4 separate regions of the Mus musculus genome follow, and all the other regions are linked to region 1. A link is a contact called in public Hi-C and promoter capture Hi-C data. All regions are on one chromosome and are shown on one strand. The core of a region is the stretch at or near the end of the contact, and the rest is flanking DNA. Distances in the headings are between cores, read along the strand shown.

Region 1 (4,365 bases), core at 964-3,463:
TATCCAACCCTGTCTTGGGGACATGAGGTCAAGATACCCTGGCTAACTGCTGCTTTTTTGCTTCTGCTAAACTGCTTGCTTGCTCTTCTTACCTCTGCAAGTTCCAACCACATATTGTTTTTACCTTTAAGCTTCCTGAAGAGAGCAACTGGGGCTGCTCTGTAAGAACTCTTTCTCTTCAGGCAGTCACTGGCCAGCTTAATAAAGACTCTCAAATTCCAACTCTGGTTTTGTCAAATGGTTCTGGGGGTGGGGGGCTGTCTTTGGCCAACCATGACCAAAAGCAACTCTTACACTTCAGGGAACAGTCTATCATTGAGGCAGTCACAGAAGGAACTCAAACAGGGAAAGAATCTGGAGGCAGTAACTGAAGCAGAAGCTGTGGAGGACCACTACATACTAGCTTGCTCCTCCTCCTCCTCCTTTTTTTTTTTGAGATGGTCTTTCTACGTAGCCCTGGATGTCCTGGAACTTGCTATGTAATGTTGGCTAGGGGGCTGGAGAGATGGCTCAGGGGTTAAGAGCACTGACTATTATTATTATTTTTTCTTTTGGTTCTTTTGAGACAGGGTCTCTGTATAGCCCTGGCTGTCCTGGAGCTCACTTTGTAGACCAGGCTAGCCTCGAACTCAGTAATCCGCCTGCCTCTGCCTCCCGAGTGCTGGTATTAAAGGCGTGCGCTACCACGCCCGGCCGGCACTGACTATTCTTCCAGAGGTCCTGAGTTCAATTCCCAGCAACTGCATGGTGGCTCACAGCCATCTGTAGTGGGATCCGATGCACTCCTCTGATATGTATCTGAAGACAACTACAGTGTACTCATGTAAATAAATCTTTTTTAAAAAACAAAGCAAAAAGTAATGTTGGCCAAGCTGGACAAGAACTAGGAGAGCCACCTGCCTCTGCTTCCCACATGCTGCGATTATAGGTGTACACATCCAACTGGCCTGATTTTTACTTTCTTATAGCACCTAGGATAATCAGCCTAGGGGTGGTACTACTCGCAAGGAGCTCAGCCCTTCCATATTAATGACTAACTTAAAAGTACTTCCTAGGCCAATCTTATAGAGGTTATTTCCTGAACTGTGGTCTCCTCTTCTCAGTTTATGTCAGATTGAGAAATAAATAAATAATTAATTAAAAACATAAATAATCAGGACAGAGCAGTAGTATTCTGGGTCTATTAGCCTAGCCCACAGATCTTTGGTATTCTCGAGCTTGGGTCAGCAACACTTGAACATCTTTCTTTCTTTTTTTTTTTTTTTTTTGGTTTTTTTCGAGACAGGGTTTCTCTGTGTAGCCCTGGCTGTCCTGGAACTCACTTTGTAGACCAGGCTGGCCTCAAACTCAGAAATCCGCCTGCCTCTGCCTCCCGAGTGCTGGGATTAAAGGCATGCGCCACCACCGCCCGGCTTGAACATCTTTCTTTCTTTCTTTCTTCTTCTTCTTTTTTTTCTTTTTTTTTTTTTAAGATTTATTTATTTATTTATTTATTTAAAGTACACTGTAGCTGTCCTCAGACACTCCAGAAGACGGAGTCAGATCTCATTACGGATGGTTGTGAGCCACCATGTGGTTGCTGGGATTTGAACTCCTGACCTTCGGAAGAGCAGTCGGGTGCTCTTACCCACCGAGCCATCTCACCAGCCCTGAACATCTTTCTTAAATCACATGCATAGTCCGTGCTCCAGCAACTCTGGTAACAGAGATACAGGCATTTTGGGTATCATCTTGTAATTCTTCTGTAGACTGGACCTCACTTTTCCAAGGCATGTTTGTTCAGATGACCTGTCCCTGGCGTTCTGCCTCCCCGAGTCCTGGGATCCTTACAGCTTCACAAATGGGCCATCAATCTGTGCATACCGCGATCCCAGCCCTCAGGGAACTCCTACTGAGACACAGGATTCTCACGTCCGGCCGGGTCCTGTCTCAGGCTCTCAGGTACAGGCAAGCCTGTCACCTCACCCAGAGCTGCCTCACCACGACTCAGCCTAAGCTAGAGATGTTGCCTGACTGTTCTAGAAAATAGGCGGGGGGATAGGGAGGGACGAAAAGGCCGTAGAACTGCTGGATTGGTGACATGTAAGTGACGTCATCACGGCGCCCAGCCCTCTGGGGGTCATAACACGAAGGAATTGGCTGGCCTTCGATGACATTTTGGGCGCGCTGGCGGGCCGACTCTAGATGTTAGGGGATTGGTTGGTGTTGGTGTGGCGTCATCAGAGCGCGCCGGGAACGCCCAGGATGTATGACTCTGGATCTGTCGGCTGGGGATAAATGGCCCAGGCTGCTGCAGGGGCAATGCTACGCTTTCCGGCCTTGAGAGAAGTCGGGCGCTTCGCGGCGATTGGAGCTGCAGTTTCTACTGCGGTGTCACCGGGATAACCACAAAGGGCACCGCTTGTCTGTCTCCGCCTCTGACTACCCGTGAGTGCCAGGTACCGGTGTGGTTGCGGGCCGCTGGGGCCCGGGGAGCTGGTGAACTAGGGGCTGGCGTCTCCGCGCTGTGATTTCTCGTGGCCTGGCCATCAAGGAGTTACTGTCTCAGCACAGTGACATCTCACATCCCCAGGTCAACTGCCCTGAGCCATTGTCGCGGCAGCCAGGCATAGTGGTTGTTGCAGGCCTGTAGTCTCAGCGCTGGGGAGTTGAGTTATTAGATCACAAGCTCCAGGCTAACCTGAGCTAAGTAGTGAGACACACTTTCATGAAACAGTCTACTAGCAGGGCATGGTGGCTCGTGCCTTTAATCCCTGCACTCCAGAGGCAGAGACAGGCGGATCTCCGAGTTGATAGCCAAAGTGATCTACAAAACGGGTTAAGGGACAGCCAGCACTACAAAATAGCGTCTGTCCTAGGCCCCCGGCCCCCTGTTTAAAAAAGGGGGGGGGGAGAAAAGAAACAGTCGGTGGTCATTTGGTAATACGTCACGTGCTGCTTGCTTTGAACAAAAACATTTCATAATGCGGATTCTGTTGTGCACGACTTAAAAGGTTTCCTCCCCGACAGGAATGAGATCCACCCTAACCACTAAATGCAGTAGGAAAGGAAGGGGGAAGGGTGGGAAGTGAATTGGCTTAGAGGTGTTAGAGGTGACGTTTGAGGAAGTGACACTGTAGACTGGTCCTTGACAAGTCAAATAGATGTCTTCTGAAGCCTGAGAGTTCTCAACAAGGAGTAGATAAGAAGTTCCCAGCAGAGAAAGTAATAGAAAGATGTGAAAAGCTCTTTGGGGACTTGACCTGTGGAAAGTGCAAGAGTTTCGAGTCATTTGATAGGTGACAGGACTTGGAGGAGACTTTGCTTCAAGCCTGGTCTCCGGGATGCCAGCCTCTCTGCTTGTCTGTTTCTTGTGGTTAATTAAAGTGCCGCTTGCCTTGATCGGCCCTGGCCTGATGTCATTATGGCGTGTGCACAAAGTAAAACTGAAGGCATGAGGGAGGGAGAGGCAAGGGACAGCCTACTCTGGGGAGCATAGTCAACTGATGCCACTTAGCACCTGGCACCGAATCTTGTTGATGTCAACAAGTGTATTGAGGAGTTGAGACTGCAGCTTGAGTTCCAAGGAGACCATAATTTTCAGTGGCAGCTATGGACTCCATACGGGAAGCCTTTCTTTCTCTCACCACATTTGTTTTGTTTTTGCCAGAGCTGGGGATTGAACCTAGAACTTCCCCCTCCCACATGCTACGCAGAGCATTCTCTTATTAACCCAAGGCTTGGTATTTATGATGAAACGACCACTTTGCTCTTTGCTGAGAATTTATGAGATGGCAGTCTTTCCCATGGCCCCAGGATGGTTTGGGTTTCCCGTGCTTCTCACAAATAGCTTCTCTGTGCTCTTTGGCTGCAGGTGACAGGCCCTGGGGTCCAACTCAGAACCTCATTCTCTTCTAATTCCCACAGGTGATACTTAAATACATCTGTGTTTTTGGACAGCATTTATAATGGAGTTTCCTGACTTGGGGAAGCACTGTTCAGAACCAACTTGCAAACAGCTAGGTAAGAACTTTTGGGGGCTCTTGCTAGGGAAACAGCATTACATTGGCTGCTCTGCGGAGGACACCTGGCTGGTGCACTCTCTCGCTAGTTGGCCTCTGTCCTGGTTTAGCTTCTCAGCATGAAAACTCTGGTGCAGGAACACAGGGTCTGCTCAGAATTGCAAGTTAATGACCCCTTAAGGCCACGCAATAGCCACCAGGGCTTTGCAGATAACAAAGGCAGCTTGGATGGTTGCGATGCCACAAGAGATGATATCTGTGTTGAAAAGACGTGAAGACATTTGTGGGGCCTTCATTGTCTCTTGACCTTCCTGCATTTCTACCTTTGGGACTGGGGTTGTTGCTCAGGTGGTACAGCACGTGT
Region 2 (4,365 bases), core at 1,031-3,530, 310 kb after region 1:
TAGAGGACCCGTGTTTGGTTCACAACCCCGTGACTACAGCTCCAGGGCCATGCAATGTCCTCTAAGAGCCTCTTCAGGTACCTGCACACACACAAAACATCTTCTTTTATTAACAAGAACTCTCATACAGAAGATGTCCAGCAGGTCTTGCTAATGTGAGGCTACCTGAAGGGGAACTGTCTGTCATGCCCTCTCTAACAAACTGCTCAGGGCTTCACCCTTCAGAGAGCAGACAGTCTGCCAGTTGCTCATGACTTCTCTCCCCACCACTGCTGGTCTATAACCTACTTTCATTTTTAACTTAAAAAGATGGGATCTCATATAGCCCAGGCTGGACTCAAATCTCCTATATAGCTGAAGATGATGATCTTAAATGTCTTATTCTCCTGCCTGAGTGCAGAAACTACAGGCATGTTCCTCCACACCCATTTTGTACAAAGCTGGAGAATGCTGGGCAAGCCTTCTTCCAACTGAGCCACACATCCAGCTCATGTTTGTCTGTTTGTCTGTCTGTTTGGTTTTTGAGACAAGGTCTTGTTATATAGTCTAGGCTAGCCTGGAATACCTGATCCCCTGCTTCCACTTCCTGAGTGCTGGGATTACAGGCGTACACCACCACTCTGAGTGCTGGGATTGCAGGCGTACACCACCACTCAGTGCTGGGATTACAGGCGTACACCACCTCTCTGAGTGCTGGGGTTGCAGGCGTACACCACCTCTCTGAGTGCTGGGATTGCAGGCGTACACCACCACTCTGAGTGCTGGGATTGCAGGCGTACACCACCTCTCTGAGTGCTGGGGTTGCAGGCGTACACCACCTCTCTGAGTGCTGGGATTGCAGGCGTACACCACCACTCTGAGTGCTGGGATTGCAGGCGTACACCACCACTCTGAGTTTATGCAGTGTTGGAGAAGGAATACAAGGCTTCCTGTGAGCTAGAGAAACACTCTACCAGCTAAGCCACATTCCTAGGCCGTAGGCCCCGATCTTGTTTCTTAACTTTGCATTACATTTCATTTATCTATTGCACTCGTGTACTACACGTCCACAGTGCACACACGGAAGTCAGAGGACAACTTGCAGGAGTTGGTTTCCTTCTACCATGTGGGCCCTGAGGCCTGAACTCAGGTAGTCAGGTCTGGAAGCAAATGCCTTTACTCACTGGGCTCCAGTCCAGAATTTACACCAAATTTTACTTCAAGGCTACCACAAGCACTGAAGCAAAGGCCCCCTGCAAAGGCAGTGGCTTCGGTAGAGCTTTCTGTAGTCCCCTCCAACTCTCTCACAGGCATCTCCATAGCTCAGGCAAGAGTGCAAGGAAGGGGTGGGGAGTGGGAGTCTCCGGTTGTGTGGTAGGTGGATGTGGTGGTGCTACCACTCTGGCTTGCTGAGAGAGCCTTCTCTAAGAATCCTGACTCCCTGCCAGAGATGACATCCTTAGACTGAGTCTTGACTGGACAACCAACCTTTCATTCTACCATTCTGTGATTATAAATCAAAACCAAATAATATTTTGTACTGACTAGTTTTATGTTAACTTGACACAAACTAGACTCAGCTGAGAGACTAATTCTAAGGGGACCACGACTGAAAAACTGCCTCTCTAAGATCTAGCTGTAGGCAAGCCTGCAGGGCATTTTCTTAATTAGTGGTTGAGATGGGAGGAACCTGCCCATTGTGGGTGGTGCTACCACAGGGCTCCTGTGCTATAAAACAGCAGGCAGAGCAAGCCAATAAGTAGTTAGTAGGCAGCCCTCTTCAGTGGCATCTACATTAGCTCCAGCTTTCTGTCCTGACTTCTCTCAGTGGACCGTGTACAAGTGAAATAAACTCCTTAAATCTCTTTTGATTATGGTGTTCCGTCATGGCAATAGAACACTAAGACAATGCTATTTTCAAACTGTCCCTACCCAAACAGTAGCAATCTCTCACTCAGTAAGTCATCTGCATAATTGGATTCTCTAGACTGACCTGATCCCTGGAGAGGTCTGAAGTGTGTCACTGGGAACCTGGCCCAAACCTGGCAGCTGTGTTTGTGGGTCAGGGGTGGCAGTGTTCCTCAGCATACTGGGTGTGTAGAAAAGGCTACAGTCTGGTGGCAGCTCAGCCATTCTCTCACTCCACTCCTGTGTACACGCCTGCCCGAAGGCCTGTTGCCAAGACGCTCATTAATACCTTTTTATGGTCCCTTTTCAGCCCTGAGGTTTTTTAGATCGCAGGAAACAGAATTTCCTGCAGCGTGTGAGAGGCTGGCAGTCAGCCCCACATTAAGAGTGCACTCGAAGGAGAAAGGTTAGAATGAGAAACTCATAGGGAACTTTATAGTTTGCTTACCACACTTCACAGTGACAGGTTTTTTGATTTTGGGGGTGGGGGATGGGGTGAGGTGGGGGGAGGTGGCATCCCAGGAGCTCGCACAGGGCTTAAGTTCTCAGGTCTCCATCTGCAAGACCCAGGATGCCAAGGGTCAGGATTGGAAGGTCCCAGAGTGATTTGAATCTTAGTCTGTTCAATGAACCAAGGAGAGGGAGGGGTGTGTGTGTGTGTGTGTGTGTGTGTGTGTGTGTGTGTGTGCGTGTCTCCTCGCTCTACCCTCCTCTCCAGGATGAGCTGCTGTGTGTGTGTGTGTGTGTGTGTGTCCTCGCTCTACCCTCCTCTCCAGGATGAGCTGCTGTGTGTGTGTGTGTGTGTGTGTGTGTGTGTCTTGGCTTGCTTCCCTCCTCCCCTGAGAGCCTGTTCTTTCCTAAGCTCTTTGTTCCACTTTCCCTTTACTTCAAAGCCATAAAATCTGAGGCTCTTAGGTTGCAGAGCTGCCCCTGAGCTTTTCTGAGATAACAGACTACCCTTAAGCCTTCACCATCAATGCTAATTTAGTCAGGTCTGTTAGGTCTGAAAGGTGCCAAAAGCCTTTTAAAACAGAACAGCCGAAACAGAAGCCATTAATAGTTAATGCGCCCTAAAACTTTCTCACTCGATGGAATTTTAATGACTCCTCTAAAGTGACTTTGATTTACTGTCTGTGTCTCTGTGGTATACTCACCAAGATCACTGTTTACCTAGTGGGGTGGATTCTAGAGATACAGACCACCAAGAAGCCCGGACTTTAGACCTTGGGGGCCCTGCCCAGGGGGTCGTGGGAAGACCCATCCAACACATACGTGGGCTGTACACAGACCTGAGGGTCGACCTACCCCTGAGAATCGACAGTGTCCTTAGGCCTCAGCAGCATCATGGACAGGATAGAGAAGAGCTTCAGGCGCATGTGTGGGTCTGTGGAGGGCTGGAGACAGGCCCTGAGGGTGGGGATCACATGCTGCAGCGCTTCTCCCACAGCCGGGCCTAGGAAAGAGAACAGGGGCTGCAGCAGGCCACCGATGGCTTCCCAGGCCTCACTGCTGGGGTAGGAGCCCTGCAAGCCACAGGCCATGGCTCGCCTTCCTGACATGCTGCTCTCCCAACTGCTGAGGACACTAACAAACTCCAGCATCGCCCTCCCTATGTGACCAAGACACAAATCCAGCTTCTCTTTACAACTTCTAAATTATTCTAAATTATTTTTTTTTGAAAGATACCCCAGAAGGTGTCAGACCCCATTACAGATGGTTGTGAGCCACCATGTGGTTGCTGGGAATTGAACTCAGGACCTTCAGAAGAGCAGTCAGTGCTCTTAACCGCTGAGCCATCTCTCCAGCCCCCTAAATTCTTTCTTTCTTTCTTTCTTTTTTTTTTTTTTTTTTTTTTTTTGGTTTTTTCGAGACAGGGTTTCTCTGTATAGTCCTGGCTGTCCTGGAACTCACTTTGTAGGCCAGGCTGGCCTTGAACTCAGAAATCCGCCTGCCTCTGCCTCCAAATTGCTGGGATTAAAGGCGTGCGCCACCACGCCCGGCCTAAATTCTTCCTTAAATTATTATTATTAATTTTTTTTACTTCAGGAAGCTAGAGAGAGAACTCAGAGATTACACTGGCTGCTCTTCCAGAGGTCCTGAGTTCAATTCCCAGCACCCACATGGTGGCTCACTCTGATGTCCTCTTCTGGCCTGCAGGCATACACGCAGGCAGAACACTATACGTAATAAATTAATCTTTTAAAAAAATAACTTCATTATTTTTAATACTGTTCATGTGTGCCTGAGGCTGTGTGCATGGCTGCAGTATCAGGCCGGAAGCAATGACCCTCTTGGAGCTGGAGTCACAGGGGTTAGAGCCACATGACATGGGTGCTAGGAGCCAAGCCTCAGGTCTCTTGAGAGCAAGAGCAGGAAGAGGTCTTAATGGTGGAACCATTTCTCCAGCCCCCTTTTTCTTTTGACACAGGATTTATTATTAAGCCCTGAATTGAGACAATATCTTAGCCTCCAATTGTT
Region 3 (4,365 bases), core at 1,053-3,552, 280 kb after region 1:
AAAAGATTAAAAACAAAGATAGAGAATGATTGAGATAGGCACCCTACATCAACCTTAGGCCTCCACAATCTCTCTCTCTCTCACACACACACACACACACACACACACACACACACACACACGAAAACAGGTGTTCAAACACAAACTTGTTCCCATGTTCCTGGCAGCACTAAATCCACTGATGTGGATAAAGAGGATTTAATAAGGCCTTCGAGGAGGTTCAGTGTGACTGCGACCACACTTGATGACCTGAGTTTAGTCCCCCCCAGGAGTTACACAGGCGAAGGAAACAAGTGACTCCAGTAAATTGTCCCCTGACCTCAGCAAACATTCATGTGAATAAAATGTGATAGAAAGTATTTGTTAAATATTTAATAGGTCCATACAGTGGGAAACAATTCAGCCACAGAAAGTAATAGAGTAGGGGCACATGCTACACAGCACGGATGAGCCTTAAATGAGTTAACTAGAACAGGCGCACACACAGGCTGTAAGCAGAAGCTAACGGACAGGGAGGAGGAAAGCGGGTGGGCTCTGGCTTTACCTTTAAGGTGGTGAAAAGCCGTGGAACTAGATAATGGTGATAGTTGCATAACGCTGTATACAGTTAAAAGGGGAGTCACCCACCCACCCACGCATGCACGCACGCAAGCACACACAGCAGCTGGCTTTCACATTCATCCCCTTTCTGCTCTCTCCCAGGAAAAACAAAGGGTAAATAAATAAACTGAGGCCGCCAACCTTCGGGAAATAAAAAGTACCTCTCCAAATCTCTGGCCCAACTCTCCAGTGAGGACATGGGACCACACACCTGTGACCCCAGCACTGGGGAGCTGGAAGCACAGCACCCAGATTGCAACTAAGAGCCTGCTGGAGCTACCAAAGACCTACCCCCAACAAAAACCTAACGACCAAAAAGGTAGGGCAGACGATCCTATCAGACCCTCTGGTGACTAGAGCATAGACTCATGCCCAGTCCCCACAGCCTGGGTAGAGTTCTCCACAGCCTGCACGCTATAAAAGTGCCGGCCTGAGCCGGGCAGTGGTGGCACACGCCTTCAATCCCAGCACTTGGGTTCAGAGGCAGGTGGATCTCTGGGTGTTCCAGGATCACCAGAGCTGTATAGAGAAACCCTGTCTCGAAAAAGCAAAGAGTTCAAGACTGGCCTGGCCGAGGAAACCAAAAGAGAGAAGAACCAGAAATTACTGCAACTCTGCTCAAGAACATACCCAGGGCTGGACCCACAGGGCTGTGCACACCTGTGATCTAATCCTAGGTACGTGGAAGCAAGAGGGTTAGGAACTCAAGATCATCTTCTACTATATAGTCAATTCTAGGCGGGCCTGGGCTATCTGAGGACCTGTTTCAAGATGCCAGCTTAGTTGCACACATCCCTTTTACCCCAGCACTTAGGAAGCAGACACAGTCTGGATCTTTGTGAGACCAGCCTGGTCTACACAGCCGAGACAGTCAGAAGTACGTAAATGAGACCCTGTCTCCTGACACAAACAAAGGACCGAAAAGGAACATGAGGTTGGGACGCAGAAAGAAAAAAGAAAAGACCTTAGGAGAGATCTAAAATGTATGAACAGTCAGGTTAAAATTCGACACCGGTGCAATGGACGGAATGGTAAAATCTAATTAGTATTTGGTCCAGGAGGCGCGAAGCGCACACCGCAGGACTACACTTCACTCTACACAGCGGGGAGCACCAAAGTTCGCCGGGCTGACTGCATCGGGTCCCCCCGGCTGCATCCAAAAAAGCTCCAGCGGGCCAGCTTTGGTACCGTCCTGCGTGCCGGGCTGGGGGCGAAGGCAACTAACACGGGATAACAAGCTGGTGGCAGGGTGTGCAGGCCAGGGACTCGCTACCGGGCCCGCGCCCATCGCCGCACCTACAACACCTGTGCCCCAGAAGGGAGCGCCCCGGGGATGGCGCCTGCGTGGGTGCGCCTCGACGGGTGGCAGGAGACCCCGGAACCCAACACGCAGGGGTCCGGGGCGAAGGGGAACCAGAGTGCCCGGGCACACGAGACAACTGGACTCAGGGCGCCGGGGCGCGCGCGGCCTGGCAACGCGAAGGGCGTCACGCGCGTCGTGGCCAGTTGGCGGTTCCCACTTGGGGCCATCCCTGCAACCTACATCCCGGCCCGCCCTGAGACAGTCCCTAGTACCCGAGAGGAGTCCGCAGCGCCCACCCGCCTACTCGTCCCCTACAGCCCGCTGGCCGCAGCTCACCTGCCTCGCGCCGCCGCCTCAGGCCTCGTCCGCACCGCCCAGGCCCGGGACCGAAGACTCCCCACATCTACAGCCAATCGCGCGCCGCGCCGGGATCGGAGGCGGGAGCGACGCGAACGTCCGTCAATCCCAAGCGCGCCTGCTGAAGCTCCAGGCCAATGGGGAGGCCGCTGACCCGCCACGGCCCTGCGGGGGGCGGGGAAAGGGCGGGACGTGTGGCGTCAGTGGGCGGAGCGGGCGCGCTGGGACTTGAGGGGCCGCACCTAGGGAGGCTGCTCCTCTCCGGTGGCGTTAGAATTAGGATTCTGTGCAGAGGCGCACGCGCGCGCTGAGTTCCAGGCAGGGCTTCAGTGGGCCCAGAAGATCCGACTCCTGCTGAAGGAGCAGTGGGCTCCCAAACACATCCTCTTCTCAGTTGTCCCCGCGTAGCGTTTGCAGGAAACCTCCGACGCCCTGCCCTGCCCTGCCCTGCGGGCTGGAAGCCAGAGCCTTTTCTCCTGGGGACTCCACCCACCAGGCCCTCTCTCACTTGCGCAGTTTTGCAAAACCTTGAATTGCATTTGTTTTGTTTATAGGCAGGGTTTTATTCTGTAACCTTGACTGCCCTAAAACTCTACTGTAGACCAGACTGGCGTTGAACTCGCAGAGATAAGCCAGCCTCTGCGAAGCAGGACTTACAGGCGTGTGCCACCACGCCCCTCTTGGTTTTTCCTTTTTTAACTGTCTCACTGTGGCCTAGAATTCACGACATAGCCCTGACTGACCTCCAGTTTGCCACAATCCTCCTGCTTTATCCTCCCAAGCACTGAGATTACTACCATATGCCACAGGCAGCTGGCTAGCTTTCACTCTTTTCTAAAAGTGTGTTTGTGTGTATGTCTGTTTAAGTGGATGATGAATGTGTGTGTGTGTGTGTGTGTGTGTGTGTGTGTGTGTGTGCCTACAAAGGTCTCAAATGCCCCAGAGCTGCCAAAAGGGGATGCTGGCAACCAAACTACAGTCCCCGAATGACCAGCAAGTGCTCTTAATGGCTGAGCCATCCTTCCAGACCTTGGCTTTTACATTTTAAAAAAATTAATTAATTTTTTTTTTTTTTTTTTTTAGAGAGGGTCTCCATGTAGTCCTGGCTGCCCTGGAACTTGCTATGTAGCTCTGCCTGCCTCCACTGGGACCAGTAGCACTTACCACCATGCCTGGCTGGTTTTACACTTTTTAGAAAGGGTCTGGAGCTGGGAAGATGGATTAGTTAGTAAAATGTTTGCACTGTAAGCGTAAAGACCTGAATTCAATCTCAGAATACGAATTTAAAAAAACCAAAAGCCTAGTGCTGTATGTTTGTCATCTCAGTGCTGGAAAGCAGAGACTGGAATCCCTGGAGCTTGCTGGCCACCAAACTAACTTAACTTGATGGGAACCAACCCAATGAGAGATCCTGTCTCAGAAAACAAGGTGGATGGTGGTTCCTAAGGAAAGACACTAGTGAAGGCACATGCATGTGCACACATCTACACACAGACAGGGTCTGTTGCCATTGATGGCTTGGGATGCCTCTCTTTCCAGCCCAGTGCTGGGATTACAGGCATGTGCCCACATAGCCTGCTGCTGCAGCTTGTGATAGTCACTCAGGATGCACACACTCACCTCCTTATATGGCAAGCGTTTGACAATATGTTGATTTTTTCCACTGGCAAGTTGAGAGACTTTTCTGTAATAAATGTTAGAGGCTTTCGAGCCACATGGATATTTGTGGCAAACATTGAAGTCCACTATTAGTCAAGTGGGTGGATTTGGCAGGGCAGCTGGCTGGCTCCGCAGGCCAGAGAGCCCATTGTTTGCTGAAGCCTGGGCCAGCTGCTGGACATTTGGATTTTGTCAGTTAGAACTGTTGTGATTAAAGCTTTCTGTGCATTCAGAGGTAGATGTCTTTGTGGATATTTAGCGGTTTTGTCTTTTTTAATTTGACTTGTTTTTTTTTTTTAATTTTATGTGTATAAGTGTTTGTTTGCATTGTGTATGTGTGTGCCTGGTGTCCACACAGGTCAGAAGAAGTATCGGATCCCCAGAGCTTGAGTTACATATGGCTGTGAGCGATTTTGTGGGTGCTGGGAACACAACGTGGATCCTCT
Region 4 (4,365 bases), core at 784-3,283, 270 kb before region 1:
TTCCACCTCTATTCAGGGCAGCATCTCCTGAGGGGGGTGCTATTGTGCTCAGTGCCTTGGGCACCTGCAAGCCCTCAATAGCAGGGCCAGTATTTTGCTTTTGGTGCCCAGCCCCTCACCTAGGGGTAGACAGTCCAGGCCCTCCCATCTCCTTGGCACATTTTTGTCTGTGGAGAATTTGGCTTACGTCCACGCCATGGTACAGGAGGCAAAAGAGCTGTGGCAAGCTGCCCATCCAGCCTGTGGTCCCTTGACTGTGACAGGCCCATAGTGTGGGCACAGGCTGTGCTTGAGTTTTCTCATAGGAACCATCAGGTGCCCAGCTCACAAACACAAGACCTGGGAGTGTGTGGGTCAGGGAGACCAAAGACTAGGGACTCCTCAGAAGGACAGAGGTGGCCCTCTACTGAGGTCCCTTTTTTAGGAACTTTACCCTGGCATTGCTTGCTCCTCCCAGGCTCGACCCTTCAGCATCCCTGGACTTCCTCTGGGCCTGTATCCATGTCCCCCGGATCTGGCAGGGCCGGGACCAGCGCACTCCACAGGCAGGTCTCAAGAGGTTAGCCCAACCCATGGGTGGTGGCTGCACACACATCCTGGGGCTGACCTGCAGCCTCCTGATTGCAGAAGCGGCGGGAGGAGTTGGTGCTCCACGTGCAGGGCCCAGAGCTGCTCAGCCTGGTGGAGCTTATCCTGTCCGAGGCAGAGACCAGGAGCCAGGATGGGGACAGTGCTGCACGCACCCTTATCCAGACCCGGCTGCCCCTGCTGCTTAGCTGCTGCCGTAGCAATGATGAGAGCATTGGAAAAGTGACCGAGCACCTGACCAGCTGCATCCAGCAATGGGGGGACAGGTACCTGAGTCCCCACTGTGTCCCCTTGCCATAGATGGCTGCTGTGTCACCTGGGAGTGGCTCCTTCAGTACATGTCCCTCCCCTGGCCACACCATCCCAGTGACCCAGTCCCTCTCCCCTCTGCTCTTTCCAGTGTGCTGGGCCAGCGCTGCCGAGACTTGCTGTTGCAACTGTACCTGCAGCGGCCAGAGGTCCGGGTGCCAGTGCCCGAGGTCCTGCTGCAAAGTGAAGGTGCCACCAGCAGCAGCATCTGCAAGGTGAGGGACACAGTCTCCACAGAGCAGGGGGTGGGGGCTGGAGGATGGGGTGCGGGGGGGGGGCTGCACCATCAACCTCACCACAAGGTGAGGGGCATAGTCCCCATAGAGCCTGGAGTGGGGGTGCCATCAGTCTCACCTTAGCTCACCTCACCAGAGCTAGACCTTACTGTGCTAGGCTCTTCCTCTGGATGCAGCTTGGGGCAGAGGGATGCCCCTTCCCCTTTCTGTACCCAGGTTGTGGGCAGACAGGAGTCAGCACATGTGTGTCATGTGGACAATATGGGGCCATGGCCTCCATCACGAGGGTCGTGCACTGTCACCCCAGAGTACCCCAGAGGTCTCCACCTCCTACCCATTCTGGCCAGCTCCACTGTGCCTCAGCAGGGCAGACCAGCTTGCGTCCTCTGGAGTTTTGTGTGAGGGGCCACATGAGCTCCTGCCTTTGGTGTGATCGCTAGAGTGTCCGTGCTGAGCGTGTGTCTGCTGCTGCGTGATGTCCTGGGCCATGAGGGGGTAGGGGGAGTTCAGACGGTGTATAGGCAAGTAGTCTCCCCTCCCCCTAGCTGGACGGCCTCGTCCATCGCTTCATCACGCTCCTGGCAGACACCAGCGACTCCCGGTCTTCTGAGAGCAGAGTGGCTGACGCCAACATGGCCTGCCGGAAGCTGGCTGTGGCCCACCCCGTCCTGCTGCTGAGGTGCGTGCTGTCACAGCCTGTGGTGCTGGGTGACTCGGGGGAAGGTGTAACCAGGGACATTCTTCTGCTCTGCCCAGGCACCTGCCCATGATCGCAGCCCTCCTGCACGGCCGCACTCATCTGAACTTCCAGGAGTTCCGGCAGCAGAACCACCTGGCCTTCTTCCTGCATGTGCTGGGCATCCTGGAGCTGCTGCAGCCGCGTGTGTTCCAGAGCGAACACCAGGGGGCGCTTTGGGACTGCCTGCGATCCTTTATCCGCCTGCTCCTGGTGGGTGCCAGGCAGACTGTCCCCCACATTCCTCAGCCGTACATCCTCCCATGGCCCCTCCTGTCCTTGCCTGACTCCCTTCTGCTCCTACAGGACAGCCTGGAGCCAGGGCCAAAGCCAGGCCACTGCCCAGTGGCTTCTGTCTCCACTGTCTGAAGACCAGCTCTTCACTGAGGCTCCTAAGCCCCAGTATCCCCTGCCTGGGGAATCCACATTCAAGTCCCATGGGTGCTATTTGTTGGTGTCATATGCCTAGTATATACATAATATTATGAAAACAAAAGCCAGGCCAGCCAGGTGTCAGAGTAGCACACCTGCAATCAGCACGAGGGTAGCTGAGGCAGGAGAATTGTAAGTTCTGCACCAGCCTTGGCTATAATATTGAGGCAATATCAGGGTCTGACTCAGGGGCTGGAAGGAGGGCTTAGAGATTAGAGAGCGTTAGCTGCTCTCGCAAAGGAAGACCCTGGTTTGGGTCCCACCACCCACATGGTGGCTCACAAGCATGAGAAACTCTAGTTCCAGGACACCAGACACCCATGTAGTGCACAGACATACAGACATACATTCAGGCAAAACATTCGTTCAATAAAAAACAAAACATCAGGCCCCAGTCAGGCTAGCTCTGTGCTCATGGCTGTCATGGGGGTCATGTATGGTGTAGAGGGTCTGAGGAAGCCTCTGGTGGTTCTGCCTTCTCTACAGAACTACCGGAAGTCCTCCCGCCACCTGGCTCCCTTCATTAGCAAGTTCGTTCAGTTCATCCACAAGTACGTGGGCTGCAGCGCACCAGCAGCCGTGGCCTTCCTGCAGAAGCACGCAGAGCCCCTCCAGTGAGTCCCCACACCTGCCCAGGCTGGCCAGTGGCCCCACACTGGAGCCAGGAGGGGCAGTCCAGACAGTGAATGTTCTGGTCTGAATTGCAGCCTTCAGCTTCATCCCCACTTGCTCCTCCTTACCCCTCCTCCCCATTCACTCCTCCTCACTCACCTCTCTTCCCCATTCACTCCTCCTCACCCCTCCTCCCTATTCACTCCTCCTCACTCACCCCTCCTCCCCATTCACTCCTCCTCACCCCTCCCTATTCACTCCTCACTCACCCCTCCTCCCCATTCACTCCTCACTCACCCCTCCTCCCTATTCACTCCTCACTCACCCCTCCTCCCCATTCACCCCTCCTCCCTATTCACTCCTCCTCACTCACCCCTCCTCCCTACCATTTCTCTTTGCACTTGCCTAACCCCAGGCCCTCCTTCCTGCCCTGCTGCTTCTCCTTGCCTGGCACTCTTCCCCGCCTGCCCTCCTCTGAAGTGAACCCGTGCTTCCTCCACAGTGACCTGTCCTTTGACAACAGTGACCTGGTGATGTTGAAGTCTTTACTGGCAGGGCTCAGCCTGCCCAGCCGGGATGGGAGAACTGACCAAGGCCTGGATGAGGAAGGCGAAGGTAAGCAGACAGGTGAGCTCTTGGGGGGGGTTGTAGGGAGGGTCCTGGTGGGTGTGGCTGAGCCCTGAAGCTTCATCTGTCCTCTGTGTGTGTGTGTGTGTGTATGCGCACGTGCGTGTACGCGCACGGTGCCATGACCAAGCTGACTGAACAGAGCCGCCTCATGGAAATGCTTGGTTCTGCTTCAGACATTACCTTTCTGGATGTTTCCCGTGTGCTGCCCGGGCAGGTTGGTCCTTAGGTCAAGGTCTTACACCTACCTCACTTGCCTGATGGTGGCTCATGCTCCACAGGTGGGACGCTACCCTTTGCTGCCTCTGTTGGCCAGATTGACTGTAGTCTCGGGCTGCCTGAAGGCACATAGAAGGTCCTTCATAGTGGACATGCTGCACAGACACAAGCCTCCCATGTGGAGTGGCACCTTGTGGGCAGAGGCGAGGGAATGCACTCCTAAACTGGCCCGCATCCTGACTGCCACCCTCCAGTCCTGACCACCACATAGACTAAGCATAGTGTGGCACCCTGGATAGTGGCCAGTGTGCCTCTGGGATGGGCATGGTCTTTCCATAGAGTCTGCAGGTCTGGCTGGGCCCTCAGTGTTCAGCCATCACCTGACCCTGACTAACCTTTCACAGATGAGCGTTCGGCCGGCTCCCTACCCCTGGTCAGTGTCTCCCTCTCCACCCCACTGACTGTAGCCGACGTGGCTCCTCACATGAAGAGGCTGTCCCGGGGCCGGGCTGTTGAGGGTGAGTGAGCCCCCTGTTCCTAGACCACCCTGGATCCACTGAGCAGTTTGCTTAGATAGCACAACGGACCCCCAAACGCATTGAGCTT

Evidence for each region. Promoter capture Hi-C pulls out the DNA fragments that hold promoters and counts their contacts. A called contact is a pair of places that touch in the nucleus more often than the background predicts. Capture Hi-C pulls out chosen DNA fragments and counts their contacts.
Region 2: a Hi-C map of CD4 T cells shows a contact between it and region 1, with 4 times the contacts expected there. The contact joins the enhancer-like site here to the promoter of Zfand2a in region 1. A contact is called at or near these places in 1 of 484 Hi-C or Micro-C datasets (CD4 T cells), 2 of 115 datasets of contacts at active chromatin or transcription factors (large pre-B cells and memory CD8 T cells) and 1 of 9 other capture datasets (adipose tissue).
Region 3: a contact with region 1 is called in a promoter capture Hi-C map of liver. The contact joins the promoter of Sun1 here to the promoter of Zfand2a in region 1. A contact is called at or near these places in 1 of 39 promoter capture datasets (pre-B cells), 6 of 484 Hi-C or Micro-C datasets (CD4 T cells, CD8 T cells, the HL-1 cell line and 3 more), 4 of 115 datasets of contacts at active chromatin or transcription factors (bone marrow-derived macrophages, effector CD8 T cells, memory CD8 T cells and 1 more) and 2 of 9 other capture datasets (adipose tissue and liver).
Region 4: a promoter capture Hi-C map of embryonic stem cells shows a contact between it and region 1, with 2.7 times the contacts expected there. The contact joins the enhancer-like site here to the promoter of Zfand2a in region 1. A contact is called at or near these places in 3 of 39 promoter capture datasets (cranial neural crest, embryonic stem cells and frontonasal cranial neural crest), 2 of 15 datasets of contacts at CTCF or cohesin (both in the NIH/3T3 cell line), 6 of 484 Hi-C or Micro-C datasets (bone marrow-derived macrophages, cortical neurons, embryonic fibroblasts and 2 more), 11 of 115 datasets of contacts at active chromatin or transcription factors (bone marrow-derived macrophages, embryonic forebrain, embryonic hindbrain and 7 more) and 2 of 9 other capture datasets (embryonic stem cells and macrophages).

What each region holds. Positions count from the first base shown.
Region 1 is chr5:139,482,339-139,486,703 of GRCm38.p6, reverse strand. It overlaps Zfand2a (zinc finger, AN1-type domain 2A), which reads left to right and starts at 2,213. Exons shown (of 7, transcript NM_001159908.1): 1 at 2,213-2,427; 2 at 3,907-4,002. The coding sequence starts at 3,948.
Region 2 is chr5:139,173,101-139,177,465 of GRCm38.p6, reverse strand. It overlaps Dnaaf5 (dynein, axonemal assembly factor 5), which reads right to left. Exons shown (of 13, transcript NM_001081265.2): 9 at 3,193-3,340. Among named protein-coding and RNA genes, the nearest start is that of Dnaaf5, 25 kb to the right of the region's middle. Within about 2 kb of position 2,280, at least 89 of the 459 cell types and tissues checked have an H3K27ac peak or open chromatin away from gene starts, as enhancers often do. A contact at or near this core is called in adipose tissue and memory CD8 T cells, where this site is marked.
Region 3 is chr5:139,198,574-139,202,938 of GRCm38.p6, reverse strand. Sun1 (Sad1 and UNC84 domain containing 1) reads right to left here and starts at 2,302. Exons shown (of 23, transcript NM_024451.2): 1 at 2,240-2,302.
Region 4 is chr5:139,752,624-139,756,988 of GRCm38.p6, reverse strand. Ints1 (integrator complex subunit 1) reads left to right here. Exons shown (of 47, transcript NM_026748.2): 36 at 458-545; 37 at 628-854; 38 at 989-1,112; 39 at 1,679-1,812; 40 at 1,890-2,082; 41 at 2,788-2,915; 42 at 3,416-3,528; 43 at 4,164-4,277. Among named protein-coding and RNA genes, the nearest start is that of Mir7037, 13 kb to the left of the region's middle. Within about 2 kb of position 2,033, at least 9 of the 459 cell types and tissues checked have an H3K27ac peak or open chromatin away from gene starts, as enhancers often do.